Regions from separate parts of the Sus scrofa genome. Here region 2 is linked to region 1. Evidence: chromatin contacts called from public promoter capture Hi-C data. All regions are on one chromosome and are shown on one strand. The core of a region is the stretch at or near the end of the contact, and the rest is flanking DNA. Distances in the headings are between cores, read along the strand shown. Region 1 holds the start of ADAT2 (tRNA-specific adenosine deaminase 2). Region 2 holds the start of VTA1 (vacuolar protein sorting-associated protein VTA1 homolog).

Region 1 (4,503 bases), core at 1,349-3,848:
TGTTCTAGAGGCTACATGACAAGTAGGTATCGCAACTTACCAAATGTGGAAAGGGATATGAGAATCCAGCTTTCTTCCATTAAGCCACACAGTAAAAAGATTTGTAAAAAATGTAAAACAATGCTACTCTTCTCACTCCTTTTTTTGCAAATAATATTTATATTAATGTGTAATAGGTTTACTATTGTTTTTAAACTAGTATTTCAAAAATATTTTGGTTTTAATTTTTAATATGGAAACTATTATTAGATACATATCTTATAAAGTTCTTTAGAGTCCTTAATTTTTAAAAGTGTAGAGGAGACCTCAGGCCAAAATGTCTGAGAAACAATGCTCTAGTCTTTTCATAACTGATCAAATTGCACAAGTTGGTCTAAAACAGGGTACTCATCCAAAATGCAGGCAATTCTTACTTAAGAAAGCCTGTAATTCAAAGTTTTTACTTAGGTTTCCCCCTCCTCCACCAGTGAATGGCCAAACTTTTTCAGCACACATGGTGATATCTTACCTAGTTTGCAAGTCTGCCAAAATGTGCCACTTCTTCCATTAAGTTTTCCTGATTTTTCCAACTATACATGTTATCTGCCAGTTTGATATATACAGCATTTTCTAGCTCATGTTGTTTTGTATTTTAATTTATATACTTGTTGCTATGGTTTGAATATTCGTATCTCCCCCAAATTCATATGTTGAAATCCTAACACCCCATACAATGGTATTTGGAGGTGGGCGTTTTGGGAAAGTGCTTAGGGCACGAGGATGGAGCCCTCATGAATGGGATTAGCATTTCTTATTAAAGAGGCTTCCCAGAGATCCCTAGCCTCTTCTGTACATGTGGGGATGCAACAAGAAGTCTGCAATCTAGAAGCAAACCCTCACCTTACTGTGATAGCTCCCTCCCTGATCTTAAACTCGCAGCCTCCAGAACTGTGAGAAATAAATGTCTGTTGTTTATAAGCCAGATCATAAGGCTGTTTTGTTACAGCCCCCTGAATGAACTAAATCGCTTGTTTTCATTCCTATTAGATCATAAAGACCATGAAGACAGAGTGGTATAGTGCAGAAAAAGAAGGTGCTTCAGGATCTAAATCACCTGGGTTTGAGTTCTAGCTTCTATGCTACTAACTCTGCGACCCCAAGAAAGTTTTTAAAATTCCTAGGACTCTGGCTCCCTCTTTTTTTTTTTTTTTTTTTTTTTTGGTCTTTTTGCCATTTCTTGGGCCACTCCCGCGGCATATGGAGGTTCCCAGGCTAGGGGTCTAATCGGAGCTGTAGTCTCCGGCCTACGCCAGAGCCACAGCAATGCTGGATCCGAGTCGCGTCTGCAACCTACACCACAGCCCACGGCAACGCCGGATCCTTCACCCACTGAGCAAGGCCAGGGAGCAAACCCACAACCCCATGGTTCCCAGTCGGATTCGTTAACCACTGCGCCACGACAGGAACTCCATCCCTCATTTTTGAATGGGGGTAACAATAACTATCCTGTCATCATCCCACTGAATAGAAGGGCTTTGTATAGGGTCCATTGGACATCCCCAAACTTTTATTCTTCCTTCAAATCCTTACATATTATGACTGTCTTATGAGGAAAAGGGCTGCCAAGATTGTCTGTTTCTACATCTCCTCTCAGCTTGTGAAACTCAATTATATCAGCTAGGTGGGAGCTAATCCCAGTCTGGAAGATCCTGAGGAACACTGCGCAATATCCTGCAAGCACTTTCTTATTGCATAATTTACTGCACACTTTGTATTCTAAAATAGCAGAAACGGCCAAGATATCGATTTGCGTTTCTTTGTTTAGTATATACCTTCCAGTCCTTCAGGACAATTGTGCTGTTTTTGAAAGTTCTAATTAACTTTAAACAACACTCGGACTGCAGGCTTTAGTTAACTCCCCTGGAATATTATGAAACTTCTGCAATGGGCCAATGCCAAACAAAGTATTAGGAGTGCCAAAGAGAAGTGAAAAATCTCACAGGAAAACAAAAGAAGAGAATTCAAAACAAAACATGTATCTACAAGAGAAAGGTGCCTTGAAGAGGAAAGAAAAAAAAGAAAGAAAAGAAAGAAAAAGAATGTGGTGGGTTCTTCCAAGGTCAGTGGTCAGTGTGCAAAAGGGGAGAAACATAGTAATGGGCAGTGTCAGGGCAAAGGGCACAAATTTCACAACCGCAAAGATGTCCAGAACCTTGGGGGTCTGTCAATCACTCCGTTCCCCATCCATGCTTGAACGAATCCTGCACCATGGTTCCCTCCCCTCTATTTTAGAAGACAGACACCTCTCTCCCAAACCCCTTCTCCCAATGCCCCTTTCCAAGAATGCTGTCACCCACCTCCGAGGACCGTCCCCAGGAAGATGCATTTCTTTTTGTGACGTTTCAGAAAATTCCACGTAGATCTCAGCATCTTCAGGCCCCGGGGCTGCGGGCTGCCTGGAAGGTAGGGGGGATGGCTCCCCAAGAAACCGTTTCTTCGTCACCTGGCCCGGAAGACCCGGCTGGACCGCCGTCGTCCCGCTCAGCGTTCTCCAGAAATCACAAACGCGACTTTCCGCAGGGGCTGTCACCGGAGCGGGAAGGGGGCGTGGACTAGAGCTGAGCAGCTGCGCTTTCCGATGCAGCCGGCGCGCCGCCGCCGCCGCTCACTGGTCCGGGGCGCCAAGGTCCGTCCAGAATTCGCTCCCGAGTGTCCCATCGTTCGACTCCCCCGGAAACGGCAGCCCGCACCCGCCGCGTTCCGTTACCAGCGTTCCTCCACTGCGGCGGCCTCTGGCGCTGCGCGCAGCGGCCCGCGTGCAGAATGGAGGCCAAGGGGGAGTCCACGCCGGCCGCCGACGGCGAATGCTCGGTGTCCGCGGAGGAGACCGAAAAGTGGATGGAGCAGGCGATGCAAATGGTGAGGGGAGTGGAGTGGCGGATGTATAGGATGGGAACTTTTCTCCCGCTTATCCAACTGGAGCATTTGTGTCAGGATACGGAAGGTCCCAAGGGTGCTTCCTAGCTAGTCGCTGTAGTCTCGATGGCACTCACATTCTCTGGGTAACAGCTGGCTGTGTTGTTATGAAATTTTCTTTAGCCCATTTTCACAGTGGATCTGAGGAAAGGAAGAGAGGAATACAGAAATTATTTCTTTTTTCACCCGCTGGAATTATGCTTCAGACTTAATCCCTGATCTTCGGGGGCTGCTGCACGTGCGTGCTGCGTCCCCTTCTTTCCTGTGGACACACTCGCAAATCCGCGAAATCACATTATTTTGTGTTTATGACCCCTTGAACCTATCTACTAGAAGGTAGAAAGCTGAGGATGTTTCTGGTAGAGAGCACGATGAAAACAAGCCCCTGTACAGAGCCTCCCATTTATTCATTCATCCATCCATCCATCCATCCTCCCGACCTCTGTTCTTTTTTACTTCTTTCCTTCGCTCCCCTTAGGGCTCCTGGTTAAGGGAGGGCTCCAATCAGATCTGTGTGTAATTCAAGCTTTACCCAGCGAACTCTTTAGTAGGGATAAAAGTGTGTTTGACATATATCTATAAGTACATAGATCGTGCCCACACATATACACGCATATATATTCTTTGACACTTGTTTCTCATAGTTTTTTGAAAGTGACTCACAGTAAAAAAAAAAAATCTGTTTTGTATCACAACCCAGTAAACACACACATAGCCATAATTGAAGCAAAAGTTTCACAGACCAGAGCTTAGCAGTCCCATGTACAATTTTTCTGGTATTTCTTTTTTGTTTCATTTTGAAAAAAATGTTGGCCACGACCTACTGATTTGATTTCATGACCCGTTCTTTAAACCTACATCCACATTTATTTCCTCCATTAAACTAACAGGATACATATCTTTCTATCTGCTACTGTAATGAATGATCACATATGCCTTTAAAAAATCGACTTGTAATTGTATGAATTTATACGGCCTGAACTTCTTTTATGTTACCAAATTCTCCAAGTTGGAGACAAAGAGTTTTCATGTGGTATCAAAATGTCACTTTCCTTCATTTCAATAATGTCGTATGCTAAGTAGTTTTCTTTCTTTCTCTCTCTTTTTTTTTTTTTGTCTTTTTGTTGTTGTTGTTGTTGCTATTTCTTGGGCCGCTCCCGGGGCATATGGAGGTTCCCAGGCTAGGGGTTGAATCGGAGCTGTAGCCACCGGCCTACGCCAGAGCCACAGCAACGCAGGATCCGAGCCGCGTCTGCAACCTACACCACAGCTCACGGCAACGCCAGATCGTTAACCCACTGAGCAAGGGCAGGGACCGAACCCGCAACCTCATGGTTCCTAGTCGGATTCGTTAACCACTGCGCCACGACGGGAACTCTTTTTTTTTTTTTGACTTTTAGGGCCGCACTTGGGGCATATGAAGGTTCCCAGGCTAGAGGTCCAATCAGAGCTACAGCTGCCAGTCTACGCCAGAGCCACAGCGATGCAGGATCCAAGCCATGTCTGCGACCTATACCACAGCTTATGGCAATGCCAGATCTTTAACCT
Region 2 (4,503 bases), core at 1,208-3,707, 1.1 Mb after region 1:
GCTCCATGAATACAGCTCCCGTGAGAGAAAGTATGTGAATATGTGTCAAAATTTTCCTTCAGGAAATGAATTTTTGCAATTATTGTAATGTATAATTGATCAAAACAACATGAATATGTATTTTTTAGTCATTAAATACAAAAATAAAAATTTCCTTGGAAATACATTATGGGTTAAATTGCCTTTTTATGAATTAATATGATTTATCCTCAGAATGAACCAGTGTAGAATACTGGTTCTATCCCTACTTTCATTTTTTATGAATTTAACAAAAGAGAAAATTCATTCTCATAAAGAAGCAGATGAGAATGGAAGCGCTGTCACAGCAAATTCACTGAAGTCTTTAAATTCCTTCTGCTTATAAGCTAAACCCATCATCACTTATCATCAATTAATATTTTTAATAATTTTTCTTGGCTGACATTTTAATTAGGTCTGCCTCAAAATTTGTTTTAAGACTAGAAAAGAATCTGTCACCCATCATTAGAGTATTCACTTACCCAGTTCCTGACCATTTTTATTTTTACTGCTGAGCCTTGATGGGAACTCCTCCTGACCACTTTTAAAGTGAAATCCCCTCCTCACTTCCTACCGCCCTACTCTTGGTACTCCCTATTTTTTCCCCTGCTTTATTTTTCTTATAATTTTTTAATATTCTATATAATATACTCATATTATTACTTAATCTCCCCACTTCATAGTAGATAAGTTCCATGAATACAGGAACTGTACAGCCACAGTGCATAGGTAGAATTCAATAAATACAAACTGAATGAATGACTAATGGTCCCTGCTTGAGGTACCTGAAAAACAAGTCTAATGGAAAATGCTGTTAAGATTTGAACAAAATAAGGTATAGCCTTAAGAGTAATTAACTTACGGTCTACAGAAAAGGTGACATTTAAATTAGAACCTTGGAGTTCCCGTCCTGGCGCAGTGGAAACGAATCAGACTAAGAACAATGAGGTTGAGGGTTCGATCCCTGGGCTCACTCAGTGATTCAGTGGGTTAAGGATCCGGCATTGCGATGAGCTGTGGTGTAGGTCTCAGACGTAGCTCAGATCTGGCGCTGTCATGGCTGTGGCGTAGGCCCGCAGCTGCAGCTCCGATTAGACCCCTGGCCTGGGAACCTCCATATGCTGTGGGTACGGCCCTAAAAAGGACAAAAGATACATACATACATACATACATAAGAACCTGAATCATGAAGAGTTCTCCAAGTGGAGAAAAAAGGCAGACAACCCAAGAAAGGGAAGAGAGCAGAGGTTTGAAAGGGCCTTGCATATTTGAGAAATCAAAGCGGGAGACACCTGGCGTATGGCAACGATAACAGTGGACAGTATTTTAGCTAATCTTATAATGTCCACAACAGAGGACACATTATATTGAGCTTCTCAAAGCTAAAAGTCCTTTTCAGAAACTTTATAGTTGTTTGGTCACTTGTTTTATATGCAATTAAGTTAGACTATGTAATATAAAATAAAGTTTACTGGACCTACTATCTTCACTGCAAAGGAAAAAGTATGAACAAACTTAATCTGTGTGTTTCATCAACTGTAGATTATGTGTATTACAGTCAACCAAAGTGAGAATACTGCTACCAAACGTCTCAGCCCCAGGTATTATTCAAAGAAGTTAAAACCAAAGATCCTCATTAGTGGGAAAGAGTAGTCTGGATGCAAAAGGAGGAATGGTCTAACCCAAGTGCTTGTTTTGTAGCAGCTACTCTTCATTATGAATTTGTGAATGGACTTGCATGTTGTCACAATTAATCTGCACTTATTACTATGTTCTCAATCAATTCATCTCCCTTTTGTCCACATCACTACTGTCTTTAGGACACTTACCTATGTTTTAACCCCAACTCAATTACTTAACTACTCAGATTAATTCCAGGATATTCAGGGTATTTTCAGGAAACCCTGGTGGGGGCTGGAGGCTCTCGGACGTCCATACAGAAAGAAAACCTTAAGAGCTCATGAGCCTATGTGATCAGTTTAAAAATATTTAAGCACAAGACTGGAGAGCTGGTGGCCACCGCCGTGCTTTTGAAGTTTTGCCTTTCTGGGGCTTGCGGGGTTCCAGAGAGAATGTGGGGATCCCTGAGGAGGGCGGGGCCCTAGGGATTCCCACAGAAGGTCAGAGGGTCAGAGGTCAAAGCTAGGTCTAAAGCCAGGGGGGCGGGGCCTTGACTTAAGAACCAAGAGGCAGTTTTGTGGGCCCGGGAGGGTAATGAGGGCCGCGGCGACACGGACAGACTCACAGTAATATGCCACCACAGGGTCCCGCTTGTCATGCTCCTGAGCCGTCCTCAGATGATGCTGAATGCTCTTAAACTGCGGAGGCAGCGGGGGCAGCGGAGCAAGCGCGGCCATCTCCACCCCAAGAACCACCACTTCCTACTCGCGCGCCGCCGACACTTCCGCTTCCGTCTTCGGAGGGCGCGCGCAAGCACGGGCACAGCAAGTCCCGCCCATTTCCCTGTTGCTCAGCAACAGCAGGTCAATTACGGGTTCCCAACAGGGACAGCCTCCGCTTGTCTGGCTCGTAGCAGTTTAGTGCCCCGAGGAGGCTGAGCAGCTTCGCGGTTAAGCTGCTTATGGCACCAGCGCTCTCTGCTGGCTGCTGGCAGAAGGGAAAAGAGATTGTTTTATTTTCTTTGTTTCCACCCTCGACCCCCCTTTTGTGTCAGAAGATAGAAAGGGAAAAACAAAAAGAAAATAATGATTGTTAATTGGCAGAAAGGGTAAAGGCGTGAATTGCCTTTGGCATCATTCAGGAATTTTCTCTTCCAGTTCCTCAGGTTGTACTAATAGAGTCCCTAGAAGCCTTTCCAATTTTAGAAACTTTAAATGCAATTCTTGCGTAAGATGAGAGATGATGTGTTTAAAATGTTGAATTACACTTTTTTGTGTTGACACATTGGATAAAATAACCAGCCGCTTTTTTAACTTAAATACTAAACACGTTAAGCTTAAAAAAAAATTGAACTTTTTTTTTCTGAGCTGGTTACCACAAACACTAGTGAATGAATAATTTGTAGGTCGGTAGTTTCTGGAGAGTGATGAACTATTTGCAAAGTCTTTTGACAGTTATTATCTTGTGATTGCACAGATAAGGCGTTCAAATAATAATTCTTGTTCAATGCTGCCGACTCGTACTTTGTAGGTAGGCATCAACTTTTCCCATCACTGTTACCATCAGTGACATCAATTATTTTTCTCTCCTCTCCATCCTATAATTTTTCAGGACTTTACTCTTTATTTACCTCCTCCAATACCCTTCATCTTTATTTATTTTATCTCAGTCCCCAGTTTTGAGAGTTCATCTTAAAACTAATTTTCATGGAAATTGCACCATCTCAAAGAAACAAGATCTCAAGCTCTGAAATTTCCATCTGCCTATTCTCTAATCCACACTCCACCCATCCTATCCCACCCGTGACCTCAGCAGAACCTGCTCCTTGTCCTGTATAACCTCCAGTCCACATCTTTTGTCTATCCATGTTTGCAGACTACATCATCTTATCAGGAGGCTGCCTTTTTTCTTTTTTTTGCAATGAACTGAATTCTGTATTCTCCCCAATTTCAGCAACACATTCATTACCACTTGAGAACGTGTGTACTGTGGACTGAATATTTGTGTCTCCCCAAAATTTGTGTGTTGAAACTGAATGCCAAAGGTGGGGCCCTTGGCATATGGTTAGGTCGTGCACACAGAGCCTTCATGAATGAGATGAATGCCCATATAAAAGGGACCCCACAAGCTAGACTGTCCCTCCACCATTTGCAGATACAGGGAGAAATCAGCAGTCTGCAGCGTGGAGGAGGGTCCCACCAGAACCTGACTGTGCTGGCACCCAAATCTTCACCTTCCAGCTTTCAGAGCTGTGAGGAACAGGTTTCTATAGTTCATAAGCTGCCCAGTCCGTGGTATTTTGTTGTAGCAGACCGAACAGACAAAAATAGTATTTCTTTCTCCTTCTCTATTCCTACTATCCAGTCGGAAGTTGCTGAGTTGGTAGAGAAATTAATGAAGCAAAGCAGAATGGCATAACCATAAATGTCATTTCTCTGTCCTTATGACTTCTCATTTATTATTTTCCTATTCTTGATTCTCAACTATGGTTGTCCTTAAAGTTCACCCCAGAAATTTTTTAAAAGCTCCTATCTAGGGAGTTCCCGTTGTAGCTCAGTGGTTAACCAATCTGACTAGGAACCATGAGGTTGCCGGTTTGATCCCTGGCCTTGCTCAGTGGTTTAAGGATCCCGCGTTGCTGTGAGCTGTGGTGTAGGCTGGTGGCTACAGTTCCAATTAGGCCCCTAGCCTGGGAACCTCTAAATGCCACGGGTGCGCCCTAAAAAAAACAAAAAGACAAAACAAACAAACAAAAAAACCTCCTGTCTAGGTCCTATTCCCCACCCCTGCCCCCGGGGCATTCAGATTTAATTGCTCTGGGTTGGATCCTAAATATCAGTATTTTTTTTTTAAGTGTTCAGGAAA

The links. Promoter capture Hi-C pulls out the DNA fragments that hold promoters and counts their contacts.
Region 2: a promoter capture Hi-C map of fetal skeletal muscle shows a contact between it and region 1, with 7 times the contacts expected there. The contact joins the promoter of VTA1 here to the promoter of ADAT2 in region 1. A contact is called at or near these places in 1 of 5 promoter capture datasets (fetal skeletal muscle) and 1 of 2 datasets of contacts at active chromatin or transcription factors (alveolar macrophages).

Annotation. Positions count from the first base shown.
Region 1 is chr1:21,798,967-21,803,469 of Sscrofa11.1, forward strand. It overlaps ADAT2 (tRNA-specific adenosine deaminase 2), which reads left to right and starts at 2,599. Exons shown (of 6, transcript XM_001924236.5): 1 at 2,599-2,898. The coding sequence starts at 2,803. PEX3 (peroxisomal biogenesis factor 3) reads right to left here and starts at 2,649. Exons shown (of 12, transcript NM_001244185.1): 1 at 2,337-2,649. The coding sequence starts at 2,409.
Region 2 is chr1:22,921,404-22,925,906 of Sscrofa11.1, forward strand. It overlaps VTA1 (vacuolar protein sorting-associated protein VTA1 homolog), which reads right to left and starts at 2,458. Exons shown (of 8, transcript XM_021087275.1): 1 at 2,264-2,458. The coding sequence starts at 2,375.